Regions from separate parts of the Mus musculus genome. Here region 1 is linked to region 2. Evidence: chromatin contacts called from public Hi-C data. All regions are on one chromosome and are shown on one strand. The core of a region is the stretch at or near the end of the contact, and the rest is flanking DNA. Distances in the headings are between cores, read along the strand shown. Region 1 has its middle 29 kb from the start of Gm40924. Region 2 has its middle 160 kb from the start of Ofcc1.

Region 1 (7,755 bases), core at 3,964-6,463, 500 kb after region 2:
GCCTTTTTTTTTTTTTTTTTAAGCAAATGTAGCATCTTTATGGCCTACTAACCAACATTTAAGTAGAGTGATGCATAATTCTGGTTAACATAATAGACCAAATTTTACTCAGGAATTTTCCAACCTTTTAGACTTTTGAAAGCCAAAAGCATTTTAGTTATTAACACAGCTGTGATTAGTTTCACAAACATTGGGAGAAGAGTAAGTACCTGGAGGAATTCTTTGTTTTCAGAGGTTCCAGAGTGAGAGTAGGTTCTCATTGGATCTTCTGGTAACATTTACATATGGAAAAGATGAAAAATATTAGCAGAGGGTCGACCAGAAAATGTCACTAGGGATATCAAAGGCCAAGGCATGCTTTATTTCCAGCTCATTCAAAAGATGAGGAACAGACACGTAGCCAAAGCCTTTCACATAAATCCACAGTGCAGGTGGATGGAGAAGCCAACAGCCCTGATTCCAGGCCATTCTTTTAGGCCCCATGTCATACTTTCCTCTCTGGTGCTGAAAGATACGCACAGCTTCACCGCAGGCTACTTGAGAGTCAGTGGGAGAAAGCCAGTACCACCCTGCATACCAGGCTCCATTCTTCATGCACTGTATTGTGTTTCATGAGCTTCCTCTATATATTCATAGGCCCACTCCTGAAAGCTCAACAAAGCAAAGGATGTGTACTAGTCAACCAAGAAACCCTTGTGCCCTTGTCTTTGCTTCTTTGTTCACCAAGCACACACCCACAGGTTCTGTCGCTGGGATCACTTGCAGTCCACTCAGGAGCATCCTATTAAAAGTAGCAACTCCTACTCCAAAACCCATTCAGAGTATGATCACCGGAACTGAAGAGCAATACCACATTACCATATGATACATTAATGCTGTAATGTATCTACGTAGAGATGACATTAGCTGTTAACAACAGGTGAAAAGAAAAACATTATGGATTAATTAACACATCAAAACATTACAGCTGTGCTCATCAAAGGACACAATATGGGACTTTTTAACTAAATGGAATCTATCATTTCAGTTGTAGATATACTTACCAACACTAAAGGAGTCAGCCAACAGATTAATATTTGTTAGAGTATTCCTTGTTCATATAGAAAATGAATTTGTGCCTCTGTGTTTTCTCCTCATCTTACTGACTCATGATGCAGTTAACCAAAGTTTAGAGAGAACTTTTGTGTCATTCCTACATAATATCAATTCAACTTCCCCCACTGGGAGAAAGTCACACAGATTGTCATAAACTCATCACCACCATGGGCTAAGACAAAAAAACCCAAATTCTCACAAGCTTGACTGTGCCTTCTCTACTCACATTTCTATAGGTTTTTTTTCTCTTAAAGAAAATCAATTCAATGTAATAAACATTTACTGAGTTTCTGATATGCACTGGAAACTCAGAAGTTAGTAAAGCATGCCCTTTGGCCTAAGTAATGTATTTTCTTGTATGGAAAGTTAAAACTATTACCCCTGGCCCGATTCTTGCATGCTAATTGAAATGATACACACAATTACACACACACACACACACACACACACACACTCATATTGAAGCCTAGAACCTGTGCTTGAGGTACTAGAGAGATGGCTCTATCAATAAAGTATATGACACCCAAGCATGAGGATACAAGTTTAATCCCATCACACACATCAAAAACATTTTGGTAAGTATCGGCCACTTACCGTGAGTTTAGAAAGCACTGCACGATCACTCTCGTGCATACCCGTGGCCGCAATGTTCAGTGGCGTTTGTTTGGTCTAAGTCCTAATTTGCAACTCTTTTACCCATGTCTTACCAAGCAATTATCCAAAGGTGAGTGAATAATGACAGAATCATAATAATGGCTATTATGTATTGTGTTTATGATATAGTCTCCATTACCTTAGGTTATGTAGAGGCCTCACAACTAAACTTTATCTCTTCTCAACTTATGTATGGAAGAAATGAGATCAAAGGAATGGGGTGACTAGTAAAGAGCAAAGGTGAATGAACGGGTGAGGCTGAGTATACTATACACTGAGTAGAGGTCAGCAGCACAGGCTCAGTGAAATAAGCACATGCTATCACATATTCACATGCACACACACACAATATGCACCCACATAGACACACACATACACACATATACACACAAATACACACAGATTCACACATATACACACACATATACACATACACACACAAATACACGCACATATGCACACAAACACACACACATACACACACATGGATACATACACACATAAACACACACATACACACACATCTGTAGACACACATATACACACACACATATATACACACACATACACACACATACATTCTTATTCATGTGAGCATGTATGCACATGCCCACACAGCAGACTAAATGAAATTGAGCACATATGCCCACATCATCCAGTATGTGTTTAACCAAAACATTTCAAAGTTCTGATACTCTTCACAACCTCTAAAGTAAAACTTGTTTTGGGATGGAGGAAGGTGGTTCTTTCCAGCACATTTATAGCATGTAATATTTACACAATACAACAAAGGCATGTAATGCAAAGGTTTCTATGACACTATTCTTAAGTATCTAATCTCCACACATTATAACTTAACTATTAATTATCTTAAGTATTTGTTTAACTATAACCAACTTCCAGTTTAATAGTTAGTGTGAGCTATGTTTTAGGCATGGTACCGACTGTTACTGGATATTGCTAGAATCTTATTAAGCTCACGGTTTATATTACTACTACTACTACTATTAATTTTAAGAGTAACTTTCCCTTCCTTCTATGCACAATATCCTTCCTGACACATCCGTAATAAACTCTCCACACTTTATTTTATTTAGTATGTATTTCAGTTACTTTATTTACATCTTAAATGACAGCATTTAGTGAAAAATTATAGACATCGCACTAAAAATTTAAACCTTTCTCCACATGAAATGATTTTTTCGTCTCAAATCTTACAAAATTGTAAGTTGTCAATAACACATCATGCAGCATTTCGTGTTACTTGAAATGTATTTAAAGGGAAACATGTTAGCTTACAACTCCCAGAACATCTGCCTTAGTTTTCCATCGCTCTATCACTCTGCAGGTAACCAGGCATGGAGACTGACTTGGCCAACAATATCCAAGAGTGATCTAATATGGCCTGTCCCACCTGAAAGCCAAAGCTAGGGTCAGGGCTCAGGAAATGTGGCTACTAGCTTTCCATCACAACATACTGCTGGTCAAATGGAACGCTGTCCTGCGAGTCTTTTGTAAATGGAACAGTTATCAACTCTATCACCTCAACACGATTTAGTGATGGAATTCTGTATGCTGGAGAGTCTATGCTTTATAAAGATTAAGTATCATCTTTAAGAAAATAAATAAAATACAAAATAAAATAAAGAAATGGCGCTGTGGGTAGGAGGGATATTACTCTCAGAGAGGACCTGGGCTGGGAATTCACAACAGCCTTTAATTCCTGCTCCTGGGGATCTGATACTCTCTTCTGGCCTCAGGGGGTACTGCCCTCACATGCATAAATTAACCCACCGACCAACCCCAGACACATATAAACATAATTTAAAATTAAAGTTAAATCTCTAAGAATGAATAAGTATTGCTGCTGTCTGTGCCCTAAGGAAGTGCTAGTTTAGTTTGAAGACACACAGAGAACAAGCTAGAAAGTTACAGTTTTACAAATCCTCCATGCACAGGAGAAGCCTCTGACCCAATCTTCTGTGGACATTGTTGCAGATAAGAGGGAAGCTGTTGGCAACAATTTATCCTTTAGGCTTTCTGTAGCTAGCCTCCTTTTAAGATGGATTGATCGGAGTCTGATAACACCTTTGTAGCCAAAGGGGCTCTCAGAAAGAATATCTGCTCTGTTCTGACCCTCGAAAACTATGTGGACAACATGACGTCATGATAAGGCACAGGGGCCCTGAACATTCGTTCATCATTCCCTGAAGGAGCTGAAAGGAGAAACAGGAGCCCTGGACAGGAGCTCAGATATAGCAAGACTGAGTTCTAGAATGAGCATAGAAATGTGCTAGAAACCCATGTCTCCCAAGGACCAGTTTTTATCATACAGATATGTTTTAATCTTCTGCCCATTTGCTTCCAAAAGACGTGATTCTATCACCCTGCTTCCATTTTGGAACTCTGTTCCTTAGTTATTTTATGAGTCCCAGAGTTGAGGTTGAAGCATCAGTCTCCAGCACCATATGTGTGACACTGAAGCCAACAGTGTTGACAAGAAGCAGAGGCTCAAAGCTGGTAAACTGTCACTAAGCAAACATTCACTTTTGAAAGTGATTATGTACCGTTGTGCCTTGCTAACAGTCTACCATATCCTGAGGTACCATTAGAAGGGAAGAATGTTCTAATGTCCTAAGGCATAGTAGGGTGGCTATAGCTAACAATTTATCATGTATTTTATACAGACCTGGAATTCAAGTTTCACAATGCAATATTCCTGTGCAACAAGGAAGGCTAATCGCACTCGTGGTTGCCACACACTCTATATTCATGTCAAGTTATCAAATTGTGGTCTATAAAGATGTACAAATTTTATAGGTCAATAAAAACCATTTTGTGCATACTTTTGCTGATGTGGAATACCATTGCTGTTTAGAAGACACATAATTCCCTGGTATTTAAAACTGCTTCCTCTGAAGCTGGATGCCTGGGTTTTAGACTTAGATCTATGATTTACTAGTTCTAACCTTTGCTACGATTTCCTCACCTGTAAAATGGGATAACAGCATTTACATCATGGACTTTTTGGCATGAACAAGTGAAGTAACTCATATAAAACTGTCAGAACAGTGTGTGGCACATAATAAATGTTCAGTAAATGCTAGTTGTTATTATATCCAGCACTGGAGTCACGATGGATTACCTTGTTGACACTCAATGAAATTTGTGATTGAAGGAAGTGATTGACAGACATGAGCAGCTGATCCTGCCATAACACTTTGTATAAGTTTGCCTTAATAAAATTATCCCCAGAAAGTCATGCAAGCAAGCATAGGCATAAATAGAAATGAAGCGGACTGTATAAGATTTCAATATTCAATGGCAAATATTATTTAACTGTTTAAAACGAGGGCAGGGGCTATCTTTCGTCTGAGGGCTGTTGCGACAAGAGTGTGGTAGTACCTTGTCTGTTCCATAGAGAAACTGTCACAAAGGAGAAACTTCAAAAGTGTCAGAGAACCTTTCCAGCACTGACTCATGAGAGCCACCTCTGCAAGAACAATGCCTTCTGCTGTTTTCCACTCTGTACTCAGAATATCAAAAGAAAGTGGTGATGATGAAATTTATTATTTTAATCAAGCTTCCACCCTCAAATCCCACCCCTCATCACTCTGGCCAAATGTCACAGCAGGAATGATTTTGATCCTTTGCCACCATGCATGATGAAAGAGACTGGTGTAAAACTTGGCCCTGGCAAACAAAGGTCTGTATATTTGGAAACGATCACCTGGCGTGCTGACTCAGTGGCTTCCTTAGCGTTATCTGATGCGGATCTGTCTGTCTGACTGGCAGATCCAGCACCTACGCCTGCCCTGCAGGGTGTGTGCCTTGCCAAGGCCAGGTGCTAACGAAAGAGGCAGAGCCTGAAACTGACTCCAGTGAGGCCCTGGAAACAGCATTCTTGTTCTGGGTCGCTGTCTGGACTGCCGCGCTGTCAATAATGACTCGCATTATTCTTGTGCGAACTGTCAGCTCACTGGACAAGTGTCTCCTTCTACCAGGAGTACACGTGACTCCCATGTTTCCATCACTCTTGATTGTGTTCTCTTTAACCCTGGAATTCCTATGAATAGCGTGAAGACAGAGGCGGTCTCCGTTAAATCCCTTGAGAATTCCTTTATAGTCCCTGAAACTGGTGTTCTTATGCATCTGTGATCCTTCTATTTCTCCTTCCTAGGAATTGCCTGTTTGTTTGCTTTTCTCATTTTTGGGAGGGTGGGGCAATGAGAGAGAGGTAGGGCCTTTCACCACGAAATGTAGACTGCTCTAGAACATGGAGCAGTTTCTTTTGTCTCAGGGCTCCCAAATGTTGGGATTCCAAGTGTGTGTGCCTTGCTTGGCTTTATGTTGTAAAATACTTTTATTTAGAGATGATTTCTTTTTTTTTTCTTATATCCTTATTTATTTATTTATTTATTTATTTATTTATTTATTTATTATTAGGTACTTTCTTCATTTACATTTCCAATGCTATCCCAAAAGTCCCCCATACCCCCCCCCCAAGTCCCCTACCCACCCACTCCCACTTCTTGGTCCTGGTGTTTCCCCTTACTGAGGCATATAAAGTTTGCAAGACCAATGGGCCTCTCTTTCCAATGATGGCTGACTAGGCCATCTTCTGATTCATATGCAGCTAGAGACACGAGCTCGGGGGTGGGGGGGGTACTGGTTAGTTCATATTGTTGTCCCACCTATAGGGTTACAGACCCCTTTAGCTCCTTGGGTACTTTCTCTAGCTCCTCCATTGGGAGCCCTGTGATCCATCCAATAGCTGACTGTGAGCATCCACTTCAGTGTTTGCTAGGCCCCGGCATAGCCTCACAAGAGACAGCTATATCTGGGTCCTTTCAGCAAAATCTTGCTAGTGTATGCAATGGTGTCTGCTTTTGGAGGCTGATTATGGGATGTATCCCCGAGTATGGTAGTCTCTAGATGGTCCATCCTTCCGTTAGAGATGATTTCAAAGATAGCGATGCTCCAAGAATAAAAATAGAAGCTAGGAGCCGGGCGTGGTGGTGCATGCCTTTAATCCCAGCACTTGGGAGGCAGAGGCAGGCAGATTTCTGAGTTTGAGGCCAGCCTGGTCTACAGAGTGAGTTCCAGGACAGCCAGGGCTAAACAGAGAAACCCTGTCTCAGAAAACAAACAAACAAACAAACAAACAAAACAAAACAAAACAAAACAAGAAGAAGAAGAAGGAGGAGGAGGAGGTAGGCATGATGAGCACTAAGTGGCTAGTCTACATAGTTCTAGGATAGCCTGGGCTACAGAGCGTAATCCTGTCTCAAACCTACTACTCTATTAAGGAATAGGAGTACAGAGAATATATCTGCTCATTTTTACTCGGATTTATTTGTGATTATTTGTACGTATAACTGTGTAAATGTTTTCTGCATCTGTATACATGGGGTTTTGACGAACAAAGCACCCTTAATTTTAATGTAGTAAATTTTTTTCAGCTTTCCTCCTTGTGGCCTTTTCTTTAAGAACTTCAAAAATCATTTCTTTAACTCCTAAAGCATTAAGACTTTTCATCCCCAGTTACTTCCAGAAATATAATGCTCTCTTTTACATTCAGTTGAAAATCCACACAGTCTGTGCATAGGATGAGGTCAAGGTCTATTTCTGTTTTCCCCGAGAGATCAAAACACTTCACTCCACTCTCAAGTGAATCAGCCATTCTTCTACACTGGTCTATAATTAGATTTCTGTTGTGGGAGAATCAGAGCTGGGATCTCTCAGAGATGCATTCTGGAAAGTGCATGTCTAGGCAATCCTGCCAATGTACAGAAAGCACAGCGCACACATGCACACACCTGTGGCTCGGTGTCACTCGAGTGGTGGCAAATGGTGTAGCCAGAAGCGCAGGGCAGCTCTGGACTGAAGAGTGTAGGCCATCGCTGCATAATGCTAAGTGTTTATGAGAATAAACACTGTTCGCTATAGGAAAGGCAAGATTAAAAACAAGAGCAGGGAACTCAGCAGGTCTGAAGAAATCAGGAC
Region 2 (6,745 bases), core at 3,293-5,792:
TTTTGGAGGAGGGAAGCTCATGGGTCTTGCCTGAAGGAGTTGGAAGTGCAGTGTTCTGGGATTAGATCTTATGATCTAGCATGATGAGGCAGGGCAAGCTCCAGGGCTTTTGTTCTCTAAGCAAGCATCCCATAGCTTTGCCTGGAGTGATGCTCATCTATGGGGATGTGGCTATTGATAAAGGATGCAGAGGGAAGGCGGCTCCAACTGGAATGGCACACACAGATGTACTTCTCGGTGTGGTTGTTTTCAACACAGACGGTTCTGAAGAGAGGAGGTGGCTACTGATCAAACTTTGGTCCGTTGGGGTCTTCAGAGCATTTTCCTAACCTCACATCACATCAATGCAAATACACTAGTGTGTCAGTAGACCTCTGAGGACTTACTCTGAAGCAAGCAATGCCAGAAGGGACTAAAGTGCCGCAGCGCTGTTCAATAGCAGAGCAGGCTGAAATATTCCGAGCCCTTTACATGGTGTTAGATTCTCCTCCTAATGTGTTGTGCCCATTGACTTGAAAGAAAACAATGTTTGTCTATAAGGGACTCACGTTTTTCAGTCTTTAAGTGATAAGTAGTAATGGCTTCTTAAAATGCTTGATCTCTGTGGCAGGGGGTCAGAACTGAAAAGGGCAGTCAAGTCAGTTTCTAATTGGGCATTTCTGGAATTAGATGCTAATTATCCCCTTATTATTAAATGGCTTTTTAGTCATAACATTCTCAGAATAAATATTTTTTTTGTAAAAATAATTAGGTAGAGAAAAATATGTAAGAGTTTTTTCCTGCTTGCACAACCTTGCCTACTTACCTAACTACCTATCTACTTGCCTACTGGTTGAATGCCAAAATATCTCTTGTCTTTGTTTTTAGCATTTCAGAAATAAGATTTATTAGGTGAGAAGGCATCATAACCACGGGAGCCGTGATTAAAATGTGAGAGGGAGAGAATTTAAAAGGATCAGTGGGAACCTGAAGGATGGCCCAATGGTTAGGACCACTCACTCCTCTTTTAGAGGACCCAGGCACAGTTCTTGGCAGCCACATGGTAGCTCACAGCCATTTGAAACTCCATTTCCAGAGAAGCAGATCCTCTCTTCTGGTCTCCAAAGGCACCAGGCACATCCATGATGCACGGATACACACACAGGCAAAGTAGCCATGCATATAAAATAAAAGCTCATTTTAATAAAAAATTAAAAATAGTTGATACATCATCCTAGGGTCATTGTGATGGAGCAATAGAGAGGACCCAAAACCCAGAGAGGACCTTCATTAAGAAGGATACGTTAAAGTGTGAGAGAGATCACCTCCATAGGCAGGGTGACAGGAGAGGGGCCTCAGTCTTTGCTTTCCCATGTGGATCACCAACCGTTCTTAATGTACTACCCACTGCTCTATTCCCTGATGTCTAGTAACACAGGGAAACAATCAACCGAACAGCAAAGCTGAGCTATGGGGGCTCAGCCTGGCAAAGCTGCCTCTCTGATTCAGGCTGTCTTATACAACTTACACAACTTTTAAAGGAGAAGGGGGAAAATGTATTTTATAATGCCTGCTAATTTATCATTATAGTAAGTATTTTTATAATAAATTTATTAACAGGAGATTCTTTATTCCAATAAGGAAATTATTGATATTCTAGTTTTTCCTTCAAATGGACAGCTGTAAAAGAGTGTATTTTCTGGCTACTTCAGCATGCTAGTAAAGACAGGGAGTAGCATCCGGTTTGAGAAACTCCTTTGGAATAAATATGTCAAGAAATTTTAATCAATGAGTAAGTAGCTTAGCTAACCAATGCTTTTTAGTGAAGACAAGTAGAGCTGTAAACATCTTGAAGTTGTGCATGCATGTGTACACACACACACACACACACACACACACACACCCCACAAGGATACTCACAGGTGCTCACATTGATGAATCAATATTTGCGATTGTTATATATTTTCTCTTCTCCCCACCCAAGAATACATTTTGGAAGCTTACTTCATCAGACCTCTCCTTGTTTAATCCTCTTTCATTCCAAAGTTGCCTAACTCCATTGTGTATGTGAGGTGAAAAAATATCAGGCACCCAACATCTGCAGTCCTGGGAAGTAGGAGTGGAAGGAAGGGGTGGGTGGAAGGAGGGGCCATGATTTCCTCATGAACTATCTCCTACAGCCTCAGAGATCCTTGTCCCTTTGTTACCATAGCTATCTCTGTCCATCTTGTATTGAGTTATTTATGTGTTGTTTCTTCATCTGGCGGTGTTCTGTTGAAATGAACTGCAATAGCTCTGGCTGCTCCTGTAATGGCTTGGATCTTAAACATACCCTAAAGGACACAAAGAGTTTTGATCACCGGCCTATGGCACATTTGGGAGGTAATGGAATCTTTAAAGAGATATGGCCAAGAGGAAGGAGGTTAAGTAATCAGGAGTGAGCCCTTGAGAGGGATGTGAGCACTCTGGGCCTCCTTTTCTCCTCCTTGTTGTTTACCCACTATGGGATGATCCGTTTTAGTCTACCATGTATGTTCTACCGTGTTGCGTTCACTCAACACAGGTACCCCCTGGAGTCAACCAAATAACATTGGACTAAAACCCCTGGAAGAGTAAGTCAAGGTAAGTTTCCACCCTTTCCACTTTCCCATTATTAGTTCAGGGACTCTGTGCAGCGCTGGCAAGCTGAAGAGCAGCATGTCTTCTGCTATTCACCGTCTTCATAACTTCTCTTGTGTCTGCGGGCACTATCTGCTCTTCTTGTCTTCTCCAGAACAACTTCCAGCACCCAAGTCACCTCCTAAAAGTGACAACGACTCAGCCCATCATTAAATCTTAGTGCTGAATGCTTGAGCTCCTGACAATAGAATCTGAGAGGAAGGAGGCAATCCCCTGGGGGAAAGAATTCCATTTCAATTCTTAATACATTGGCATCAGGATTAGACCATTGCTCCTTCTGTATGTACCATCCATCAAGAACTCCATTGCTGTAGGCATCCAGTCTTGTCCGGATTTCTCAAACCTAGTTTAGATCAGGGTGTGAGTAGGTGAGAGCACTCGAAAGAGGAAGCCCCCAGGGCTTCTAGCAACCCTCTCTTCCTTGGATGCTACCTTGGTGTTCTCTGGCCTGAGTCAAGCCTGGCTTTCCCTGTGGGATGATAGATTGGACAGCTTCAAATCCCACAACTGATGATCAACACTGACCATTGGGTAAACTTTCTATCTAGCGTCTGTGCCTCAGTTTCCTCTTCTGATATGTGGCCTTAATAATATTACTTATGTCATAGGGGTGCTATGAGGATAAAATGAGCAAATCTCTGTTAAAATATATGTTAAAATGACAATATACACTTAGGAAACTGGGGGGTTGTGTGTAGGTGTATGCACATGCAGGTATGTGTGTAAATGCATGCGTGTGGGTGCACATATGTGGTGTGTGTGTGTGTGTATGTGTAAAACTCAGGCCAATTAGCCCTGGCTGACTTTCGAGTGTGCCCCAGAAGTCTGTCAGTCTACAGTCCCCTGCTCTGGGATTATAAACATGGCCCACAACACTTAGCAATTTACATAGGTTCTGGTGACCATACTTGGATCCTTATGTTAGCTAGCAAGGGAAGCTTTTTGTTCAATGAAATGACCCATCTCCCCCGCCCTGTGATTTCCATCAATGGGTACTTATTACCAACTGTCTTACTTGCCTTCAAAAGTTTTTGACTTCTTCCCTCTAGAACTCTTAAGAGAGTAATCCAATGTTGTTAATGATGCGTGTTCTCTTGCTTCCCAGGGGAGACAGAATCTGCCCATCAAGGGTGGAGAAAGGGCATGTCCTTGGGGACCTCTGGAATTGATGAGCTGACACCCAAGGCTTGCCTCTGTCTTTTTCAAGTAGTGTAAGAGGCAAAACCAACCCCATTTCTACCTTTTCCACCCCGCAGACTTTTATTTGGCATCCCTCTCTTGAAGAGCTGGCTTTAGAAGAAGCGCAAACCCTGTAGGCTGCTCTGAAGTAGCTGTCAGTACTGTAAGAATTAAGTCAAATTGCACCAAGCTGAGCCCAGCCGTGTAGGTCTTTCCAGGCCCCTTCCTCACTGGGGTGGCTTGTTTGTTTTTGTCATGCTTAGGATCAAACCCAAGACCATAACATGCTAGGCAAGTACTTGAGTTTCATCTTGTTCCCAAGGGGATTACTTAACTAGGACATATACACACATACACACCCATGAGATGACGAGAAGACATTAAAATATCCTACGATCCCAAGTATAGGTGAAGCCCCTATAGTGACATGCCTGCTAACATGTCATATGGCGAGCAGAAGAAGGAGTGACTTTTCTCCTTTGATCATTTACCAGCACACACTTTTTTGTGCTATGAATCACAAAGGAGAACTGTAGATAGAGTACTTGTCTAGTCTGAACAAGGCCTAGTATGCTCCACCCCTAACACAGCCCACAGAAAACACAACTGAAAACAAACAGAAGAACAAACAAATCCTGAAGAGGAAGCTCTCTGAAAGGCCCCAGGGGCATTTCCTTAACAGGCCTGCTTTCATGGATGTGCTCCGGGAGGAGAGAGAGAGAGACTCCCAAAGGCTGAGGTCAAGGGAGCCAGTCATTCCTTCCGGGGCCAGAGCCTTGAATATGTATGAGGTGACTGTGTGGCCTTGAGTCACCCAATCTCTCTTTGTGCCTCAGTTTATCTCACATAAAATGAAGGCTTTGGATTAAATGATCTCAGATAAGAGGAAGGGAGGGGAGGGAAGGGAAGAGGAGGGGAGGGAAGGGGAGGGGAGAATTCTATTGTGGTCTAAAGTAGTGGGACAAGAAAATGTTGTGCCCTTCTCTGACACATTTGATGATAAACCATTTCCTGACTCTGAGAGATTTATCAGTCAAAGGCAAGAATGGCTGACTGATATGTTTACTTTGCTCGGGAGGGCAGCTGTCGGACAGTTCTTACAGGTGAAGGTGGGTATCTTACTGATCATATTCATCTATTTCCTTTCTGCAGACCCATTAGTTTCTTCTTAATTAGCAATGGGAAGCGTAGAACTGATCAGTCAAATTGTATACAGCCTTGCAGATCATATGTATGTTATTAAAAGTACTATAAATGAATGAGATAGTGCTTTATTTAGTCAGTTATTCAGTGTGTGTGTGTGTGTGTGTGTGTGTGTGTGTGTGTGTGGTATATATGTGGTCTGTGTGGTGTATGTGCATGTTTGTGTGTATGTGATCTGCATGGTGTGGATTGTGTGTGTTTGTGTATGTATAGGCTGTATGTGGTGTATATGTAGTCTGTGTGGTGCTGGTGGTAGTGGTGGTGGTGGTGGTGGTGGGTGTGTGTGTGTGCATGTGTATGTGTGGTGTATATGGTCTGTGTGGTGGTGGTGTGTATGTGTGTGTGTGTGTGCGTGCATATGAAAATGCACCTATGGCATCAGACATTGCTGTCAGGTGTCTTCCTCTATAGCTCTTTGTGTTTTTGAGACAGGTCTCTCACTGAACCTGGAGATTTTACTGAGGAGTCTAGACTGGCTGCCAGTGTGAGGTTCCGAGGTCCATGGGTCCCAGCTTGCCCAGTGTTGGGATAACAGGTACCCCACAGCAATGTTCAGATCTTTCCGTGCATCCATGGGATCCGAACTCAGGTCCTCACACTTGTGCAGTGAACATTTCAGCCACTGAGCCATTTCCCCAACCCTGAGGCTTTATTTTCCACTGAGGTTGTTGAAATACATCAGGGGGTTGGGAGTGGGGATGGGGGATTGCCTACTGCATTTTCTAAACTCCTGCTCTCCTCAGTTGCAGTCTATGGGGTGCTCTCCCCATTGTCACCCACAAATTCACACATTGAAAAGCAAGTTGAAGGCTGAAGAGGTCAGTAAATGGTAAATAATTGAGTCACGATGACACCGGGCTTCTGGGCTCTTAATGGCTGCAGTTGTTGCAGGAGGGGCTCATTACTTCCTAGGTGTGGCCTCCTCAGCAGCGCCAGATCAGTTTATCAGAGAAATAATGGGCACATGAGACTTAATTGGTGCCGAGCGATGAGCGAGGCAACCTACTCTCCCCATTTAAAAGGAAAACGACTCTCTTTTGCTTGGCAGCCACACCTTCTAATTACTCCGAAATGCCTAAGACTCATTATCTTCAAAGTTTGGAGAAAGGCAGGGGAAAAAAAAAAAAGAGGATAAAAATGATCACATCACCTAGAGTGGAAAACTCCAAGGACCAAAGGGTCTAGTCAGCCAGCCTGGTGCTCAGTCCTGTCACAGCAAGGGTAGGTTGAATGGCCATCAGGCCATGCAGGTGGCCGGTGAGCAGGAGGTGACGTTTGCTCACGCCCGCTCCTCCTTTGAAGCAGGCATTGAGCAAGAGTAGGCGGTGGTGGTGCTGCTGCTGGTGGTGTGTGGGAGGTTTGATGGAGCAGTGTAAGCACAGACATGGTTAAATACTGCCACCTTTCTCCCCTGGGCAGTCTCTGTGCCAGTTCACCTCTGTGGAGGGTTGAAAGGGCCTTCTATACCTGTACACTGTGCCCTTGGGTATCACGCCAAGTATCAAGGTATCAAGGGAGTTTTATTGCTGCTGCTGGCAAGGTACCCAACACCACCTTTTCCTACCGAGCTGAGGTTTTCTACTTTCTCCCCAGGAATGCTTGGCCTGGGAAAGGCAGAGCAAGACTTTGAAAAGAGGTGAATATTCATGCTGGGAAACTCTTTAATCGTAAGCTCTGTAGATTCCACCCTGCCCTCCCTACATGA

The links. A called contact is a pair of places that touch in the nucleus more often than the background predicts.
Region 1: a contact with region 2 is called in a Hi-C map of epidermal suprabasal cells, with 3 times the contacts expected there. The contact joins two enhancer-like sites. A contact is called at or near these places in 1 of 484 Hi-C or Micro-C datasets (epidermal suprabasal cells) and 1 of 115 datasets of contacts at active chromatin or transcription factors (T-cell acute lymphoblastic leukemia).

Annotation. Positions count from the first base shown.
Region 1 is chr13:39,948,114-39,955,868 of GRCm38.p6, reverse strand. No RefSeq gene overlaps it. Among named protein-coding and RNA genes, the nearest start is that of Gm40924, 29 kb to the right of the region's middle. Within about 2 kb of position 5,213, at least 14 of the 459 cell types and tissues checked have an H3K27ac peak or open chromatin away from gene starts, as enhancers often do. A contact at or near this core is called in epidermal suprabasal cells, where this site is marked.
Region 2 is chr13:40,448,993-40,455,737 of GRCm38.p6, reverse strand. No RefSeq gene overlaps it. Among named protein-coding and RNA genes, the nearest start is that of Ofcc1, 160 kb to the right of the region's middle. Within about 2 kb of position 4,542, at least 5 of the 459 cell types and tissues checked have an H3K27ac peak or open chromatin away from gene starts, as enhancers often do. A contact at or near this core is called in epidermal suprabasal cells, where this site is marked.